Linked DNA regions of Zea mays: region 1 is linked to region 2. The links are chromatin contacts, called in public Hi-C maps. All regions are on one chromosome and are shown on one strand. The core of a region is the stretch at or near the end of the contact, and the rest is flanking DNA. Distances in the headings are between cores, read along the strand shown.

The links. Hi-C and Micro-C count contacts between places; a contact is called where the count stands out from the background.
Region 1: a Hi-C map of ear shows a contact between it and region 2, with 1.9 times the contacts expected there. The contact joins the promoter of LOC103635100 here to the enhancer-like site in region 2. A contact is called at or near these places in 3 of 25 Hi-C or Micro-C datasets (ear, leaf and tassel).

What each region holds. Positions count from the first base shown.
Region 1 is chr8:39,600,713-39,606,068 of Zm-B73-REFERENCE-NAM-5.0, forward strand. LOC103635100 (protein transport protein SEC23) reads left to right here and starts at 2,979. Exons shown (of 5, transcript XM_008657643.4): 1 at 2,979-3,842; 2 at 4,009-5,356. The coding sequence starts at 3,390.
Region 2 is chr8:39,253,158-39,258,551 of Zm-B73-REFERENCE-NAM-5.0, forward strand. It overlaps the pseudogene LOC103653157. Among protein-coding and RNA genes, the nearest start is that of LOC100282324, 240 kb to the right of the region's middle. Within about 2 kb of position 2,199, at least 16 of the 20 cell types and tissues checked have an H3K27ac peak or open chromatin away from gene starts, as enhancers often do. A contact at or near this core is called in ear, leaf and tassel, where this site is marked.

The sequences.
Region 1 (5,356 bases), core at 1,729-4,228, 350 kb after region 2:
ATAGTGCGATGAGAAGTGTTGCTGGGACATGTGAGGATTTAGGTAACAATCCTCCTCAAATAAGTCATGCGCGGATTGTCCGAACATTGGCCCGGATCATCCGTGATTATATGCGGACCGTCCGTCGTTGTATGCAGACGGTCCGACTGGGTAGTTTAGATTATGTGCCATATGTTGTGGCTCGGGTGCATGTCTGGGTAACTCATTAAAAATGGGCCCGACCGTGGCTGGCCCGGACGGTCCGCGCTCACGTGCGAACGGTCCGGACATGTGCAGATCAGCTGATTTACTGCTGATTTGCGGTTGCTCAGGATATGTGTCCATCGGCATCCCATAAAGGGGTTGTGACTGGTCGTGACAACCTATAGCCGATGTATTACGTGTGTTACCCTCTAATTCAACCTCGTGCGAAGGAAAATTTGCTATACTAGATTTATCAAATGCACGTACTAGTCTCCTATAATCATTTTGCATACCCCTTATGATATTCTGCATTTGTTCTCGCTGTTCATCTACATAATTCTTAAGAGATTGTAGCTCGTTTGTATTACTTACATTGGGGATATCTGGTGTGGGTCGGAGCGAAGCCGGATCCGTCGCCCGTTGTCGGACGACTTTATTATTCCCGTCCACCTTGAAGTTGGGCAGGAACTTTGCTCTCGCCTCTTGAATCAGCTGCTCCTTATGCTCCTCGAACTGGAGCTGTTCGTTAGCCGGCAAGGTTTCCCAAGTCGACTCTATAATGTTGCTGGGGGAGACTTCAGAACTATCCCTTGAACCGGCCATTGAGGGCCGATTTGATGGGTCTAGACGTGTTGTCCCCGGCGGAGTCGCCAAAAAGTATGTTGACACCTTTTTAGAGCGCCAATCACTCAACACGAACCAACAGCGGTGCTCTCTGCTCAGGGGCGGACGGTCCGCGACCAGGGGCCGGACGATCCGCGGCCTAGCGCGAGGCTAGGGTTCCTGCCTGACGGCCGGACGGTCCGCGCCCTGGGGCCGGACGGTCCGCGCGTGCGCAGGGGCGGTGGAAGATCGCCGACAGCGCCTGGATCTCGCTCCCGGGAGGGACCCCGTCAAGGAGGAGAGATCCTAGGTGATGTCTAGGCTCAGCAGGCCGACCTAGACTCCTCTAATCGACGTAGAGTCGACGAGAAGCGAAGAATTTGGGGATTGGAAGGCTAAACTAGAACTAGACTAGAACTACTCCTAGGAAATAAATGCGAAATAGAAGTGTTATTGATTCGATTGATTCCTCCAAATCGGCCGTATACCTCTCTATTTATAGAGGAGGGGGGCTCCTCTGAGCAGAGAGCACCGCTGTTGGTTCGTGTTGAGTGATTGGCGCTCTAAAAAGGTGTCAACATACTTTTTGGCGACTCCGCTGGGGTCAACACGTCTAGACCCATCAAATTGGCCCTCAATGGCCGGTTCAAGGGATTGTTCTGAAGTCTCCCCCAGCAACATTATAGAGTCGACTTGGGAAACCTTGCCGGCTGACGAACAGCTCCAGTTCAAGGAGCATAAGGAGCAGCTGATTCAAGAGGCGAGAGCAAAGTTCCTGGCCAACTTCAAGGTGAACAGGAACAATAAAGTCGTCCGACAACGGGCGACGGATCCGGCTTCGCTCCGACCCACACCAGATATCCCCAATGTAAGTAATACAAACGAGCTACAATCTCTTAAGAATTATGTAGATGAACAGCAAGAACAAATGCAGAATATCATAGGGGGTATGCAAAATGATTATAGGAGACTAGTACGTGCATTTGATAAATCTAGTATAGCAAATTTTCCTTCGCACGAGGTTGAATTAGGGGGTAACACACGTAATACATTCCGAGCTAATTCCGTAAATCTAGCTAACAACCGTAGCACAAAACTCGGAACCCTAAACTGCTCTGCGCACGCGCGGACCGTCCGGCCCACAGGCGCGGACCGTCCGGACCGCGGGCCGTCTGACCTCAGGGCCGGACCGTCCGCCAGCTCAATTTAGTGCTGAACACATAGTAAAACATCAAATATCTCAATGCCACATCCCAACGATCACACTACGAAACACCACTCGAGGCCACTTCAAACTTTGATCGAGGGTATGGTTTGACCATCTTCTGAAAACAGATTTTGAGACCAGCTCACCAAATTGAACTGATCCCTCGGGGCTAGTGTTAGAGCGAAGGACAAACACGACCTCGATCATACTTTGATCAGACTTATCCGGCTACAATTAATCATATTTTAGCGCAGGGTTAGCCTGTAAGCCCCTTTGATTCTATAGTATGTTTAGGTTAATGTACCTTACAACTCTGTTAACCCTATTGAGGTAAATATTCTCATAATGTAGCAGATAATCGAATGTTTAATGATATTTGGAACCCAACAATTCGCTCCATTACCTATAAATACCTAACCGCGACGACTTGTGTTACATTTTGCATTGCACACAGAAAGCAAGGCGTTGTTGCCTCCTAGGGATGGCAATTCTGCCCGCGGGCACGTGTATTCGCGGGTTTCGTACCCGATGGTCATGTATACGAGTAAGAAATCTCGCCCACGGGTAAGGATACAAGCAACACTTCTCACTCGCGGGTAATTGACGGATATAAAATTTCGCCCGCAGGTATTACTCATCCGCTTAATTTACTAGCCCGTCAAAATATCCCCATGCCACCGGCCCACAGGCTACATCCTAGTCGATTATGTTTGTCGACTTATGTTTGAGACTTATATTTGTGGATGATCGATCGTGTTTGTGGACTTTGAAGTTTGAACTATATTTCTTGCCAATATATTATGTCTGTCAAGTTGTTGATGTTTTTGGTGAAATGAATATGACCACATACTCGTATGGTATTTTCTGGCGAGTACAGGTACGGGGCGAAAATTTTACCCGCAAGCTCTCACGAGCACGGGTAAACACTAGGGACGCGAATATATTGGCGGACGAATAAATAACTTACTCGCACTTTATCCGACCTGCTGCCATCCCTGGTGCCTCCACCCTCCCGCCTCGAGAGTCCAGAGTTGAACCAGCTTCCCTGCCTGGCTGCATTTGCAAACGGTAGGAACCCAGCCGGCCTACCCGCGCCGTCGGGCCGCAAGCATTTCTACTAATCTGCTCTTCTCGTAGACAGAAAACCCGCGAGCCCCGAGCCCCGACCAATAGGAAGCCGAGGTCCAGCCGTAGTGACGTCGATTTCGATTAACCCGAGCGGCGCAAATCCGGTGTCACCGAAGCACATCTTCCATCTCCAGCAATTCTTCCTTCCTCCTCGTCGCATTCCACGTCCGGATCTCAAATTGTCCCATCCCGTGCTCCTCCTCCCCGATCCCATCCCTCCGCTCCAGATCCGCACGCCGCCACCGGATCCGCAGCCAGCGCGGCCGGCATGGAGGAGACGCCGCCGGGGCAGCGCCCGCAGCCGCCGCCGGCGCACGCGTCTCCTCCGTTCGCCTCGGCGCCCTTCACACCGCCGCCGCGCGTCTTCTCTCCAGGCCTCGCCGCCGCGCGGGGCACGCCCAGCCCCGGCTCGGGGCCCGGCCACGCGCTGCCGCACCTCAGCACGCCACCCGGCCCGCCCGTCTTCTCCTCGCCGCTGCGCCCTGCGGCCGTGCCCTTCCGCGCCACCCCGGCCTCTCCCCACCCCGTGTCCTTCGCCGCTTCGGGGGGCTACTCCTCGTCCTCCTCCGCCACTGCCGCTACCACCGCCTCCCTCCCCACCTCATCAGCGCCGCACTTTCTCAACGGCGCTGCCACGCTTCACGGGGACCATGCCCCTGCGCCATCATCAATCCAGGGAGACGGCCTCGACAGTCCCTATGTACAGTTCTCCGCAAACAAGGTGAACGCCCTTCTACATCTCAACTGTGGTGTGTACAAATAAGCACAGTGCCATTTCGATCAGATCACAAATTCGTTCATGGATACAAAGCATGCCTCCACCCGCACACCCATTTACATGGTTTTGGAAGCCAGCGTTGATTCTGGTTTGCCTTTTGCTATTCTAGGTTCTGAAGCAGAAGAAGCTGCTCAATGCCCCTAGCTTGGGGTTCGGAGCTCTGGTTTCTCCAGGGAAGGAGGTGTCACCTGGCCCAGAGGTTGTGGAGCGTGATCCACGCCGTTGCCTGAACTGTGGCGCCTATGTGAACTTGTACTGTGATGTCCAGATCGGCTCCGGGCAGTGGCAATGCGTCATTTGCAAGAAGCTCAATGGCAGCGAGGGGGAATTCGTTGTCTCCAGCAAGCAGGACCTGCTCCAGTGGCCAGAGCTTGCATCCACGACTGTGGATTATGTGCAGGTGGGGAACAGGCGTCCAGGCTTTGTCCCAGTGTCTGACACGAGGGTGTCCGGCCCCATTTTTATCCTCATAGATGAATGCCTCGATGAGGCGCACCTGCAGCATCTTCAGGGCTCCTTGCATGCCTTTGTGGATTCGCTCCCTCCTACCGCAAAGATAGGAATAATCACCTATGGGAGAACTGTCTCAGTGTATGATTTCTCAGAGGGGGCAGCAGTGTCAGCGGATGTGCTACCTGGAAACAAGTCGCCTACCCATGAGTCTTTGAAGGCCCTAATCTATGGGACAGGTGTTTACCTGTCTCCTATACATGCTTCGCTACCTGTTGCACACACAATATTCTCATCTCTGAGACCCTATCAGCTGAGCGTGCCAGAAGTGTTAAGGGATCGGTGTGTTGGAGCAGCAGTAGAGGTTGCCCTTGGTATTATTCAAGGGCCATCAGTGGAGTTGTCTCGTGGAATCATCAAGAGATCTGGTGGAAACTGTAGGATCTTGGTGTGTGCTGGTGGCCCTAGCACCTTTGGACCAGGATCGGTGCCTCATTCAGCTAAACATCCCAACTATGCTTATCTGGAGAAGACAGCTATGAAGTGGATGGAGAGTCTTGGTCATGAAGCACAGAGACACAGTACTGTTGTTGATATCTTTTGTGCTGGACAGTGTCCTGTGAGGGTCCCTGTTCTGCAACCATTGGCAAAGTGTTCTGGAGGTGTGCTCTTAGCTCATGATGACTTTGGAGAGGCCTTTGGGGTCAATTTGCAAAGGGCATCAACTAGAGCAGCTGGTTCCCATGGCTTATTTGAGATCAGGTGTTCAGATAACATGTATGTTACTCAAGTTATTGGCCCTGGTGAAGAGGCTTCTCCTGATTCTCATGAAACGTTCAAACATGGTAGTTCCTTCTGTATCCAGATGCATAGTGTTGAGGAAACACAGAGTTTTTCTGTGTCTATGGAGACAAAGGCTGATATCAAAAGTGATTTTGTTTTCTTTCAGTTTGCTGTCCATTATTCCAATATATATCAAACAGAAATCACTCGGGTGATCACTATGA
Region 2 (5,394 bases), core at 949-3,448:
CCCAGGTTGGGTGCGCTTGCAGTAGGGGGTTACAAGCGTCCGCGTGGGAGGGAGCGAGAGGCCTGCACGCGCCTTCCCGTCCTCCCCGCGCGGCCAACCCTCTTTAAGAGGGCCCTGGACCTTCCTTTTATAGGCGTAAGGAGAGGGTCCAGGTGTACAATGGGAGATCTAGCAGTGTGCTAACGTGTCTAGCGGAGAGGAGCTAGTGCCCTAAGTACATGCCGTCGTGGCAGCCAGAGAGGTTTTGGCACCCTGTTCGTGTGATGTCGTGGCCGTCGGAGGAGCGCTGGAGCCTTGCGGAAGGACAGCTGTCGGGGCTGTCGGGGCCTTGCTGACGTCTCCTTGCTTCCGTAAGGGGGCTGAGAGTCGCCATCGTCATGGAGCACGCGGGGCGCCATCATTATTTGTTTACCGGGGCGAGCCAGATGGGACGCCGGTCTTGTCCCCCGTAGCCAGAGCTAGCCAGGGGTAGGGTAATGATGGCCCCTCCTGTGACGTGGTCGGTCCGAGCCCTGGGTCGGGCGAAGCGGAGGTTCCTCCGAGGTCGAGGTCGAGTCTGTCTTCCATGGTCGAGGTCGAGTCCGAGCCTTGGGGTCGGGCGAGGCGGAGTTCGTCGTCTTCCGGGGCTGAGGCCGAGTCCGAGCCCTGGGGTCGGGCGAGGCGGAGTTCGTCGTCTTCCGGGGCCGAGGCCGAGTCCGAGCCCTGGGGTCGGGCAAGGCGGAGTTCGTCGTCTTCCGGGGCCGAGGCCGAGTCCGAGCCCTGGGGTCGGGCGAGGCGGAGCTTCCTATGGCGCCCGAGGCCGGACTTGGCTGCTGTGAGCCTCACTCTGTCGAGTGGCACAGCAGTCGGAGCGGCGCAGGCGACGCTGTCCTCTTGTCAGGCCGGTCAGTGGAGCGGCGAAGTGACTGCGGTCACTTCGGCTCTGTCGACTGAAGGGCGCGCGTCAGGATAAGGTGTCAGGCCATCCTTGCATTAAATGCTCCTGCGATACGGTCGGTCGGCGTGGCGATTTGGCTAAGGTTGCTTCTTGGTGAAGACTGGGCCTCGGGCGAGCCGAAGGTGTGTCCGTTGCTTGAGGGGGCCCTCGGGCGAGACGTAAATCCTCCGGGGTCGGCTGCCCTTGCCCGAGGCTGGGCTCGGGTGAGGCGAGATCGTGTCCCTTGAGTGGACCGAGCTTTGACTTAATCGCACCCATCAGGCCTTTGCAGCTTTGTGCTGATGGGGGTTACGAGCTAAGATTAGGAGTCTTGGGTACCCCTAATTATGGTCCCCGACACCCTCCTTTACCGTTATAAAAGCAGTGACACTGTCGGGCTTTGGAATTACACCATTTTCTCCCCAAGTTGGGATTTCGAAGAAACCCGACTCTCCACCCGCAAAACCACAGAGTTGCATGTGGTTTTAGACCATTAAACACCAAACACTCCTCTGGGACGTGATTATCCTCACAAATTTCACAACAAAAATCTTCACGTCTTTTCTTCCCTTTGTCAACAACTCGGGAAACAACATCAGCAACTCTTTTTCTGTCCAATTGAGGGCTTGTTCGTTTTGCTCTCAATCCATGTGGATTGGGTGAGATTGGATGGGTTTAAATCCCAAACAAGTCAAAATCTTTCACAATTTTTTTCAATCCCATTTAATTCACGTGAGATAGGAATAACCGAACAAGCCCTGAGTGTGTACCTCTCTGTGGTCCATGTACTCCCTGTCAACATAAACGGACGACGCGCCAGGGCCCTGAGCATGACCGCCAGTCCGCCACGGACACGCCAGGTGCCACGACCGCGGCAATCCCAGTTCGCGCGGCCACGGAAAGCCCATCTTCCAGCACCCGGAAAGCGGCCACGATGGGCAGCAGGAAGGTGCTGGTGCCGTCGATCCGCCATACATCCACCCATTAGCAACGAAACCGTCCTTCGCCATGTACCAGAAGAGATTCCAGACATAAGCACTTCGACCTAGGATTTGGGAGAAAAGAATGACGGCTGGAAAATCTTTGACAAATTTCCAGCACGCCTAGGTTTTGATGAGTTGAGTCTCTGACAGAAAACAACCCCGGATTGCGACGGGCCATCTCGACAGCCTGGGAACCCACTTCGTTAGACGTCAAATTTCGTCGGCCCCGTACGTTACGCCCAGAAGCCGGGGAGTCATTTTCCACAATATACGGCTGGCCTTGGGAGCCCACTTCCTTAAAAGACAAAATTGGACGGGCCCGACCGAACTCCCCAGAAGCCTGTGAGCTCACTGCCAGGGAAGACAGCTGGCCCAAATTATTAACGGGCCAAGTTTCACTAGAAACAACATTCATCTCATCAGGCGTGATTATCGCCATCTCAAGTTTCCTTTCCAGGGGGAAGATGAGATGATTTTGAATTTGAAATGCACTGAATAAGTTTCCTTTCCAGGTAAGATGAGATGATTTTGAATTTGAAATGCACTGAATATACGGATCAAAATTCCTTTCTATCTTCCTCAAGCCCGGTGAGCTCGATCTTCGAACTGGTCGACAATCAGTGACTCTCCTAGCCGAAGTCAGCACATGGCCGAGAGTAACAGCCTATGTTGAACTGTTCTTCGGCAAGGGTCCTTTCCATGGGTTCTGTCGTTATGTGCCATGTCAAAGCTATAAACTTGCCACATTCTGATCTCATAACTGATTAAGAAACATAGGACAGTTTCTGTTAGGAGTCCAGATACATAGTTGAAAATACAAGAGAAGTTACCTCACAGTTTGACAGAGCACCAGGAAGTTTGAGCAATGCTGGGAATCACCACTATCTCTTATAATGAAAGAGAGACCTCTTTCTCTTCCACTCCTAGATCATAATGAGGTTTGAGCAATCTAAAGTAAATGTTTCCCATACTCTAAGAAGTTATTTTCATATAGGTGATTAAAAATAGAAGACCCGGTGGAGATATCTATTATATAGGTGAGAAAAAAAAATAAAAGACTCGGTGTAGTGCTTCAGCGGCAGTCGTGCAAGTGCAATTAAGGGTATGTTTGGTTGGAGAGTTAAATAGAATGAAGCAGCTCTATTTCCATTTTGAGAATGTAGCCATTCTATTCCACAAACAAAATAGAGACACTCTATTTTTTGTTTTGTTGAAAAGTAGAATAGAGCAAAGGCACTCCGTTCTCTGTTTAGTTGGAGAGCCATATGAGTGTAGATGGTAGAAGAGGGAAGAGAGCGCTCACGTCCAAAAGAGCACTCGCATCCGGTCGTTTTTGTGGAGCGAGAGCATTCCAATTATTTATGGTAAATTTCTATATGGAGACTTCAGGAGTCATTCCACTCCTCTTTTGTTGGAAACCAAACATCCAAAAAATAAGAATGGAGCCACTTCATTCTTCTCCACTCCTCAACCAAACACACTCTAAATTAGGGTACGTTTGGTTGGAGAGTCAATTAAAATGAAGCGGTACTATTATAGTTTTTTAGAATGGAGCGGTTCTATTCTAATTTTTAAGAATGGAGTCGTTCTGTTCTCCGTTTGGCAAGCAGAACAGATCCACTCTATTTTTTTGTTTGGTTGTAGAGTAGAATAGAGCGGAGCCGCTCCGTTATTTGTTTGGTTGGAGAGTCGTATGAGTGTAGAGGGGAGAAGAGGGATGAGACCGCTCACGTCCGAGAGAGCGATCGCATCCGACCATTTTGGTGGAGCAGAGCACTCCAACTATTTATGGTAAATTTTTATATGGAGACTCTAAAAGCCACTACGCTCCTATATTGTTGAAAACCAAACATCTAAATAAAACTAGAATGGAGTCGTTCCATTGTTCTACACTCCTCAACTAAACACACCTTTAGACTCCTCTAGTCCCATTTGTCCCTGTAATATGTCTAGATGGGCTGACGCCACTGTTGGGGATTTTGGCCACTAGAATTAGGGTTTCCTCTGAGTCTATATATTTATATCCATGTGTTATGAAAATACAAGAGTACTTCACTCTCTTACATGTTACCAAAGGCCTAAGTTTTGTCCCCCCAGTTCACAACCGTCGGCCTCTTCCACCCATAAGACGTTGGCTGCTACCCGTCGCCGTCCCCGGGAGGCTCCTCCTCCCCGGGGCGCCGCCCCCGTTTCCCCACACGCCAACTTCTCCTCTCCCTCCCCATGCCTTCTCCCGGCATACTCCCATGGCTGCGCAGGGAAGCAGCAGCCCTCTTCCCCATGGCTGCCCCCTTCATGCATGCGCAGGTGCTCCCATGGCGCTCTGATGGCCGGTGCTTGCCCTCCCCTGCCGTTCCTTTTCTCCCTTGGCTCCTTCCCCGACATTCTCCTCCACTAGAGCCGCCCCCAAATCTGGTCATCCTCCTCCCAACGCCAGCCTTCTTCAACTCCGGCAGCAGGCGTGCTCCTGTGCCCTCTCCCTCTGCTCGCGTGCAAGGGCATTCTTCCTCAGGCGCTGCTTCCTCGTCTCCAAATCCGGCCACCTGCCGTTGCCGTGGCCATCGTACTCCCTCCCCAGCAGCTCTAGCCACCGGGGCGAACTCTGTCTGCCTCCGCTGTCCAGGCGCTAGGCGCAACTCGCCACCAGCCAGTGCGTCGCGACCGCGTCGGCGCGCATCTCGCTCTCCCGCGCTCCTCCCAGGGTTCACTCTATCGATAGGAAAAAAATATCGGAGGTTGGCGATAAACAGGATTATCGGATTTATCGGATTTCTATCGGCGATAAGTAAATTTTTTCGGCACAAATTTTTTAAAAAAATGTCAGTTTATCAAGAATATCATGTAGATTATATCTAGACATTTAACAAAATAAAACAACACATTAGCACATTCATAATTCACACATTCATAGCTCACAGTTTAACACAATCATAGTCCATTCATAATTCACACATTCATAGTTCACAGTTTCACACATTCATAGTCCATCCATAGTTCACACATTAGCACATTATATAGTATAGCATACAAGCACATGAATCAAAAGTCCAAAATAAGGCAAAGACATGTGCTGAAAATATGACAATGAAATCCTTCATAGTCCTTGGAGAGGCTTTGATCACTTGTCACTGTGAATGTTGACAAGTTTATAGTCAGTCGCTAAATTGTAATTCGATGTTCATATACAAAGACCAGATGTTTGTCTAACCTTATAAAGTTCCTTCACAGGGACTTTCTTTAGCCGTGTTGATCTTGGACGAAGTGGAGGATTTGGAGCTGCTTGCTCATGCATAGCACCTACAAACATAAATACAAGTCTTAGCATGTTTTCTATCTACCTTTTGTAATTCAATATGTTATAGTTCAATCTAAATGGAAAACCCACTCACCATCCCTTGATCCATCACCACTAGGTCCAACTTCACATGCTCCACCCCCACTAGGTCCAACTTCACATGCTCCACCACCACTAGGTCCTCTAAATTCCCATTCGTC